2 separate regions of the Zea mays genome follow, and region 2 is linked to region 1. A link is a contact called in public Hi-C data. All regions are on one chromosome and are shown on one strand. The core of a region is the stretch at or near the end of the contact, and the rest is flanking DNA. Distances in the headings are between cores, read along the strand shown.

Region 1 (4,914 bases), core at 1,536-4,035:
ACTCAGACTCCGATTATGCTGGATGCAAGGTTGATAGGAAGAGTACATCAGGGACGTGCCAATTCTTAGGAAGGTCCCTGGTGTCTTGGAGTTCTAAGAAACAAACTTCTGTTGCCCTATCCACCGCTGAGGCCGAGTATGTTGCCGCAGGACAGTGTTGCGCGCAACTACTTTGGATGAGGCAAACCCTCCGGGACTTTGGATACAATCTGAGCAAAGTCCCACTCCTATGTGATAATGAGAGTGAAATCCGCATGGCGGATAATCCTGTTGAACACAGCCGCACTAAGCACATAGACATCCGGCATCACTTTTTGAGAGACCACCAGCAAAAGGGAGATATCGAAGTGTTTTATGTTAGCACCGAGAACCAGCTAGCCGATATCTTTACCAAGCCTCTAGATGAGTCAACCTTTTGTAGGCTGCATAGTGAGCTAAATGTCTTAGATTCGCGTAACTTGGATTGACTTATAGCATACATGTGTTTTATGCATTTGATCAAGTTCCTTTATGCATTTATGAGATTTGTTGTTTAATGTATGGTGCTCAAGTTGTACACATGATCCCCGGACCTCACAAGTCCATGTGCAAGTGATGCACTTATTTACGAGGAGGCATGCCACAACTTGACACTTTGAGACTAACCTTGTGTTTGAGTTTACTTGTTTTAGTCTCAAAAGTGGATTGAAAGGGAAATGTGGACTTGGACCATGCAAGATTTCCACTGCACTCCGATGAGAGGGTAACTTACTCCAAGTTCATCTCCATGCTCTTTTTGCCTTTTTACTCTTAATTGAAGATTTTGGTGAGGCAATGGGGTTAAAGGGCCAATAATGATCCCGTTTTGGTGCTTAATGCCAAAGGGGGAGAAATTAAGGCCAAAGCAAGCAATGGATCAGCTACCACTTGAGAATTTTGAAAATAGTAGAGTTAGAGTTTTGGTTTTGTCAAAATACTCTTATTGTCTCTTATTGTCAAAAGTTGGTCTCTTGTGGGAGAATGGTTGATTATGGAAAAAGGGGGAATTTTTGAATTCTTGATCAATTTCTCTTGGAATACCTCTCTTTATGTCTCAACAAGTGGGTTTGACTTAGAGATAGGAAATTGAAGTTGATTTGCAAAAACAAACCAAGTGGTGGCAAAGAATGATCCTAATATGCCAAATTTGAATCAAAAACAATTCTTCTTCTTATTTGCATTGATGTTGCACTTCTATGTGTTGCTTTTTGTTGTGTTGGCATAAATCACCAAAAAGGGGGAGATTGAAAGGGAAATGTGCCCTTGGGCCATTTCTAAGTATTTTGGTGATTAAGTGCCAACACAAATGTTTAAGTGTTAAACAGTGCCAAATGGTGGATGAAGTGCGAATCAACACAAAGGTATGATTCTAGACTTAGTATATTGGTTTTTGTGTACTAACATATTTGTCTAAGTGCTAGAATCAGAGAAAAGACAAAAAGAAAATGACTTGGCTAAAGCAGCCAAGACTCTGCTCAGTCTAGGTGCACCGGACTGTCCGGTGGTGCACCGGACAGTGTCCGGTGCGCCAGGCTGGCTTTGGTCAAACTGGCCACTCTCGGGATTTCGTCGGCGGTGTACGGCTAAAAATCACCGGACTGTCCGGTGGTGCACCGGACTGTCCGGTGAGCCAACGGTCGGTCGAGCCAACAGTCGGCCGCACAATCCACGCGTGACGCGTGGCCGGGCCAACGGTCGGATGGGGGCACCGGATTGTCCGGTGTGCACCGGACAGTGTCCGGTGCGCCAACGGCTCTGAATCTTCAACGGTCGGTTGCACCTATTTTGGAAGGCGATCTGCACCGGACAGTGAACAGTGCTTGTCCGGTGGTGCACCGGACTGTCCGGTGTGCCACCCGACAGAAGACAAGAATTTCCTTCCTGGATTGCTTTCAACGGCTCCTAGCTGCCTTGGGGCTATAAAAGGGACCCCTAGGCGCATGGAGGAGGACACCAAGCATTCTTGATCATTCACACTCTGTCTTTGCGCACTCGATTGGCATTCTTAGTGATTTGAGCTCCGTTCTAGTGGTGAACCTTGTGTTATTCATTTGAGCTTAAGTCTTGGATGTGTGTGTGAGTATTGCTGTGGATTTGTGTGTGTTGCTTACCTCCCTTACTCTAGTTCTTTCACTTTGATCCTTATTGTAAGGGCGAGAGACTCCAAGTTGTGGAGATTTCTCGCAAACGGGAAAGAGTAAAGAAAGAAGAACACCCTAGTATTCAAGTGGATCTTTGGATCACTTGAAAGGGGTTGAGTGCAACCCTCGTCCATTGGGACGCCACAACGTGGACTAGGCAAGTGTTGGACTTGGCCGAACCACGGGATAAACCATTGTGTCTATCTGTGTTGATTTCTTTGTGGTTATCATGTTTTGCAAGAACTCCTCTCTAGCCACTTGGCTTTATTGGTCTAACACTTAATCAAGTTTGTGACTTTAAGTTTCAAGTTTTTACAGGATCATCTATTCACCCCCCTCTAGGTGCTCTCAAGCCTTCCATGTAAAAAAATTAATACAATATTTTGCAATGAATATTTGTGTGGGGATTATTTTTGCTTATACATATGAGAATGGGAAAAAGGGTGTTGGTCGTACACGTAGAATAATATGTACAATTCAATTCCTACCTTTTCATTTTTGTCAACCTTTGCAAGTGTGAAGTGCATTATTGTGTTTTGGATTGCCTGTTTGGGCTCAAGTGGACATCCTGCTGTCTGTTGCCACCCCCTCTATATGTATGGGTGTCCATCCTCCTCATCTCTCTCCCCCTCTCCTCCTCTAGCTTCTCCTTCTCTCTCTCTCCTTCCTGGACCATTCTCTCTATCTCCTTTCTCTCTCTACACATACTCAGACGAGCAGAAGCAGCTAGGGACACCATAGGCAAACTACTTCAGCAAGAAATTAAACTATCTCCTACGCAAGATCAGAAGAAACTGTGTATGGAGCAAGAAGAGGTTGGCCTCGCCCTGGGCCTCTCCCTCGGCTCCGGCCACCACCACCAGGAGCTCAAGCCCCAACATCCGTCGCATCCGTGTGCGGCGTTGTTGGAGCCTTCTCTGTCGCTCAGCGGCCCGGCGACCAAGGATGATGGCCCGACCGCACCGGTGAGGAGGTTCGCTGCCGTGAAGAGGGAGCTGCAGACGATGGAGGGGAACGACGACGAGGCCACCGGCAGGGTACTTGTCTACTCAGTGGCGTCGTCGGCGGTGGTTACTGCCGACGACGACGAAGGGTGCAACAGCAGCCGGAAGAAGCTGAGGCTGTCCAAGGAGCAGTCGGCGCTGCTGGAGGACCACTTCAAGGAGCACAGCACCCTCAACCCTGTAAGTCCTGTCCTGCTAGGCAGAAGTAGAACATATTATTAGGTTTAATTAGCGCTTCTGATGTCATTTTTTTTGGCTCGTGTTGTGCTTGTGCATAACGCATCTGAGCAGAAGCAGAAGGCTGCTTTGGCCAGACAACTGAACCTGAGCCCAAGGCAAGTGGAGGTTTGGTTCCAAAACAGAAGAGCCAGGTTAGTCATCACTCATATATTCACCTCAAAATCCATATCTCCTTTCAGTTTTTTTTCGTTCCATCATATATTCTTCGTCCCCAATTATTCTTAATATCTATTCCTAAAAAATCATTCAGAAATTAAACACATATATAATTACTTTTTAACAACGAATTATCTTAAGTACGTACTATATGATCTATTGGATATATATATAAAAACTATCCTGATGTGTTCTCCATGCAGAACCAAGCTGAAGCAGACAGAAGTGGACTGCGAGATTCTCAAGCGCTGCTGCGAGACGTTAACAGAGGAGAACCGGCGTCTCCACCGCGAGCTCCAGCAGCTCCGCGCCCTCAGCCACCCGCACCCCCACCCGGCTGCCTTTTTCATGCCCACCGCCGCTGCCGCTGCGCTCTCCATCTGCCCCTCCTGCCAGCGCCTTGTTGCCACCGGAGCATCTGCCGCCGCCGCAACCACCGCCGGTGCAGATAATAAGCCTAAGGCGGGCGGCCCCGGCGGCCGAGCGCCACACGTGTTCAGCCCTTTCACCAATTCTGCCGCCTGCTGAACACGCATACATATGTATATACATGCATGCGCACACATACATATATACGTATTTTTCTTTAGCGCTAGCCACGCTCTATCATTCATCGATGGTCATCTACTAGCTAGATAGTAATTGGTTCACTAGATGGCATATATTCCTGTCCCCTCCCCCCTTAATTCATTAGCTTTGTTTTTTCACAAGCTAATTAATGAATTGATAGCGGCGTCGCGTGAGGACGATGGAGCACCACGCATGCATATGATTCTAGTAGCAAAAACAAGAGATATATGTCTTGTTTAATTTGGTGTTGCTTCTGCTTAGTATAGTGCCCACTGCTGGTGCTGTAGCTGTAGCTTTAATTAGTAGGTGTTCCTGATGGATTTCCTCTTGTATTAGTTAACTGTCAGTCAGGGAATAGTAATGATGACAGCATGACACCACATACACATCCCAGTTTATTTGGATGTGGATCCATGTATATATGCACATGCCACATGACGGATCTGTTTCAACAATTAAATACTATATTGATTTGTCTTCAGAAGTTTTGCATATATATCTTTGTGGGCAAGGAAGCTCCCTGATGAAGGGACAAGAACTGGCATTTTGCATTTTGTAATCCATTTCCTGTTTCCTAGCCGCGAAAAAAGTCGACATCGAGGACTTGACAAACACAAATAGAAGTTTATATATATAGTCCTTACATGTTATATGATGAGGGAAAACAGTAGAATAATAGTAATATATTTCCGTTTCAGATATTCAGGAACGATATATATACCAGAAAACGAGCTTGTTCGTTTGTACAGGAATGCAATAGAAATTGTTCCAACGGATCAAATCTT
Region 2 (4,542 bases), core at 1,845-4,344, 460 kb before region 1:
TGCCACCGGACAGTGTCCGGTGCACCAGGGAGTTCCACTCCAAACTTGCCACCTTCGGGAATTCGGGAGGCCGCTCCGCTATAATTCACCGGACTGTCCGGTGTTCCAAGCGAAGCAACGGCTCCAAGCGCCAACGGTCGTCTGCAACGCTACAGTGAAACACTACATTACGCGACTGCGTGCGCAGAAGTCAGAGCAGGCGCAGAAGGCGCACCGGACAGTGAATAGTGACTGTTCGGTGCACCACCGGACTGTCCGGTGGCCCAGTTGTCAGAAGCTCCAACGGTCGGAACCCAACGGCCTGGTGACGTGGCTGGCGCACCAGACAATGTCTGGTGGCGCACCGGACTGTCCGGTGCGCCATACGACAGAAGCCCTCACCAACGGTTATTTTGGTGGTTGGGGCTATAAATACCCCCAACCACCACACTTCAATGAATCCAAGTTTTCAACCATCAAACCTCATACAAGAGCTATAGACTTCATTCCAAGACACAAACAAAGAGATCAAATCCTCTCCCAAGTCCGCAATCACTCCAAACAAATTGGTGACTAGAGAGAGAGACTTATGTGTTCTTTTGAGCTCTTGCGCTTGGATTGCTTTTCTTCTTCCTTCTTTCTTGTTTCCAACTCAATTGTAATCAAGGCAAGAGACGCCAATTGTGTGGTGGTCCTTGTGGGGACTTAGTGTCCCGGTTGATTGAGAAGAGAAGCTCACTCGGTCTAAGTGACCGTTTGAGAGAGGGAAAGGGTTGAAAGAGACCTGGTCTTTGTGACCACCTCAACGGGGAGTAGGTTTGCAAGAACCGAACCTCGGTAAAACAAATCACCGTGTCATCCGCTTTTATTCGCTTGTGATTTGTTTTCGCCCTCTCTTTCGGACTCGATTATATTTGTAACGCTAACCCCGGCTTGTAGTTGTGCTTAAACTTTATAAATTTCAGATTTGCCTATTCACCCCCTCTAGGCGACTTTCAGGACCACCTCACCAATCGGAAAGGACGAGAGGTCATAATATTCAATTAAGACCTAACGCACCTGCGTGGACACCTCCACCTCCACATACACCCATGTCATGTCATTATACATACATACCACTGCCACTATATATCCCGAATCAGATGTGGGGCGCGCCACCATATCCATTCGGGATACCATAATACCCCTCCTGGGGCACCTCAATCATCTGTTTTTGACAGGTTGACGCCTCCAGTATAAGACCGATTGAGAGCCCCTCAATTGGTCCACGAGCACAGGGCCAGCAAGATTACCGGACAACTCGGCCCAAAGGCTGACTAATCCGGCAGGGGGGCATATAGCTACAACCTCCAACAATACGATAAAAGGGAATGTCATTAAAATAGGAACAACAGATGTCGTCGTACGACAAAATAACGAAAGGGCGATGATTTTTGGTGAATTGGCTAACAAAAACAAAAAAGAAGATGCGGCTGTCAACAAAACAGTCGATCCAAAATACTCCATGCCCCGATGGTGCCCATCGGGATTGACACGATCGCAAAAGCGAAAATTACAGCGCCTCAGAGCAAAGGAGAATCAGGAAAAGGAGGCAGAAAAAATATTAAATGACACACATCCGCAGTATCCACCACCGCAAAAGAGATGGAGACCAAAGGCCATTGAGGAAAAGCAAACGACCACAAAGACAGAAAATAAAAGAACATCTATGCAGCTCTCTGCAGGTATGGCAGACAATCCGGCTATAAAGGCCGGACCACCCGTACAAGGCACAGACCGTTCAACCTCTAAGGTCGGACCGTCCGCACTACACCAGGACACCTCCAACGACGTACCGACACCCATGGAGGAAGACGACCTGCAAGGAGAAGACCTGGTCGACTATGGAGCTACGCCATAACACTTAGAAAATTAGGAAAGCAAGATGACAAATTGGTCAGGACCAGTACAACGCTCGACGGTGTTGGACTGACAGTTCGATCAAAGCTAAACAAGTCACGTCCGTTGGGTTAACCATCGTGACCAAGACCCTTGCGTACCATCCTAGTAGGTGGCAAGATGCCTAAGAAAGCCGATGTGATCACATCAGGTTAGTTGCTTTTGGTTCGCCTAGCTCCTCGAAAAGGCAGGGGGCATATGTTGAGCACCAAATTGAGCGACCGGACGGTCCGACCCTGAGGCTGGACGGCCCATGCGCGCTTAGAGCCAATTAGGGTTCCGAGTTTCTTGCTACAGCTGTTGGCTAGATTCACGGAATTAGCTCGGGGAATTTGTTTGTAACGGGTCTAGCCCCCTCCTCTATAAATACAGAGGAATACGACCGATTAATGATCAACAATCAAATCAATAATCAATACAATTCGCATTTTATCGTACACTTAGAAGTAGTTCTAGTCTAGTTCTAGTTTAGTCTTCCAATCCTCAAATTCTCCGCTTCTCTTAGCCTCTACGTCGATCAGATGAGTCTAGGTCGGTCTGCCGAGCCTAAACAACACCTAGGATCTGTCCTCCCCGACGGGGTCCCTCCGGCAGTGAACTCCGCCGCCCCTGCGCACGCGCGGACCCTCCGGCACGTCAGACAGGAAACCCAAGCCCTGCGCTAGGTCGCGGACAGTCTGGCCCCTGGCCGCGGACCGTCCGCGCCTGTGCATAGAGCACCGCCGCCGGTTCTCATTATAGTGAATGGCGCCCGAAAAGATGTCAACAGTACCTAAAACCAAACACTCTCACCTCAAACTTAAGTTTAGCTCCTGTCACGTCGAATATTTGGATGATAATTACAGGTATAAATATAGTCTGATTATAAAACTAATTACACAAATGAAGACCAAAAGATAATATGAATTTATTAAACTTAATAAAATTTATATTTTATACACCTAATTAATATTTAAATATTTAATATGACACGAACTAAATTTTAGCTAGAGAAATTAAACACCCCTAAGTCGCGCATGTATACGCATAAGGATAATATGATGATTTTTGTGAGCTAATTTTCAAGAGAAAGCTATAAAGGTTTGCGCAGCCGTAGAGGATCCGAGCAGCAGCCACGTGGGCCGTGCTCATGGTCCCTTTACGTCTACAAATACCCTCCCGCTCTCCCTCTCCTTCTTCTCTAGACTCCCCTTCGTCCCTTTCTCTCTCTTCACACTCGCCTCGCCATTAAAGCTCCAAAAAAGAAAAAAAGGCTGCGAAAAAAATCATCTTCTCTTCTCCTAAAATCTTCCACCTTGAACCGTCCCTGTCCGCGAATTTCTAGATGCCCCGATCGCTTCCGATTTTTTTCTGGATTTCTCCGATTTTTTGAAGTATTTTTCCTTGTGGACGGTTTCATTGCCATTCCTCGACGGGGTTAGGGTTTGCGGGGATGAGGGTGCACGGCGAGGTGTCGGACGATGAGGCGGCCGTGGCTGTGGTTGGGGAAACGGTGCCCTCCTCGCCGCCTCCCGCCTCCGTGGTGCAGCCGCTGGTGGTGGGGTACGCCCTCACCAAGAAGAAAGTCAAGAGCTTCCTGCAGCCCAAGCTGCTCGCGCTGGCCAGGTAAAGAATAGACCTGCTGATCCCCAGCGTCAACGCTGGAATCTTTTGTGTGGTTCTCCTAGGAGAAGAGGCGTGTGCTGTGGACTGTGATGGCTGATTTGGTTGACTGAAAGGGATATGATTTCTGTTTCATTTAATTTTTATGGACCAACGCGAACGAAATGGAAATGATGGTTAGTGGATTAAAACTTGGGATGAGTGGGGGCATTTATTAAATGTTCAATCTGCATTCTGACCAGATTATGCTGTTACCCTTCTTGGACAAATTCTCTAAAGGGAAGTTTTTTTTTTGATTCAGTAGAGTAGGAATTGCAGGAGCTGATTTTATTGTTAATTGATTTGGTTTCTATTGTTTTGGATGGAATGGAATTGACTGCATTTTCTCTGTGGACAAGGAATGTCGATATCATAACACTTAAGTAGTTAAGTGGATGCCTAGGCCCTAGTGGCTTCTGCATGAGTTTTATAGCTATGGACTGGGGGGCGTATATTATTTTACTAGTGTTTTGGAAGCAGTCTGGGAGGCTTGTTTGTCAAATGTTAATTCTAGTTCAAACTTTTAGTATCCATCTATTTTTACATGCAAATTTCATTTGGATGGCATCTTGGACTCTCATGTTGGAATATTCTTATGGATAACTACATCACATGTCTTGGATATGTGTTTAAAATGACCAGATGACCAAAATAATCTGCCAGACTATTTGGCAAAGAGTAAAACTTTTTTGAATTAAGAGTCACCTCAAATTATAGTACAATGTGGATATTATGACTTGACCAAGGCTTGGCACATGCTCACATCGATAAAAGATGGTGGAAAAAGGAAATGAAATAATTGGAACAGGGACATTTTTGTTTTCTCTGCGACAAGAGAATTATTTCATATTTCTTTTGAAGCATAGTTTGTATAGATTTTGCGTGTTTCAATAAGTCTTTCAAGCATTTGACTTCTGAATCAACTATATTTATTGTTATAGATTTGTTTATTACAAGTCTCAGGTACATGAAAATAGGAAATGT

Evidence for each region. Hi-C and Micro-C count contacts between places; a contact is called where the count stands out from the background.
Region 2: a Hi-C map of leaf shows a contact between it and region 1, with 10 times the contacts expected there. The contact joins the promoter of LOC100282992 here to the promoter of LOC107275244 in region 1. A contact is called at or near these places in 3 of 25 Hi-C or Micro-C datasets (ear, leaf and tassel).

The regions. Positions count from the first base shown.
Region 1 is chr1:111,255,594-111,260,507 of Zm-B73-REFERENCE-NAM-5.0, reverse strand. It overlaps LOC107275244 (Homeobox-leucine zipper protein HAT3), which reads left to right and starts at 2,785. Exons shown (of 3, transcript NM_001320548.1): 1 at 2,785-3,343; 2 at 3,455-3,534; 3 at 3,763-4,609. The coding sequence starts at 2,960. The coding sequence ends at 4,087.
Region 2 is chr1:111,714,484-111,719,025 of Zm-B73-REFERENCE-NAM-5.0, reverse strand. LOC100282992 (Inositol-tetrakisphosphate 1-kinase 3) reads left to right here and starts at 3,094. Exons shown (of 10, transcript NM_001155896.2): 1 at 3,094-3,522. The coding sequence starts at 3,350.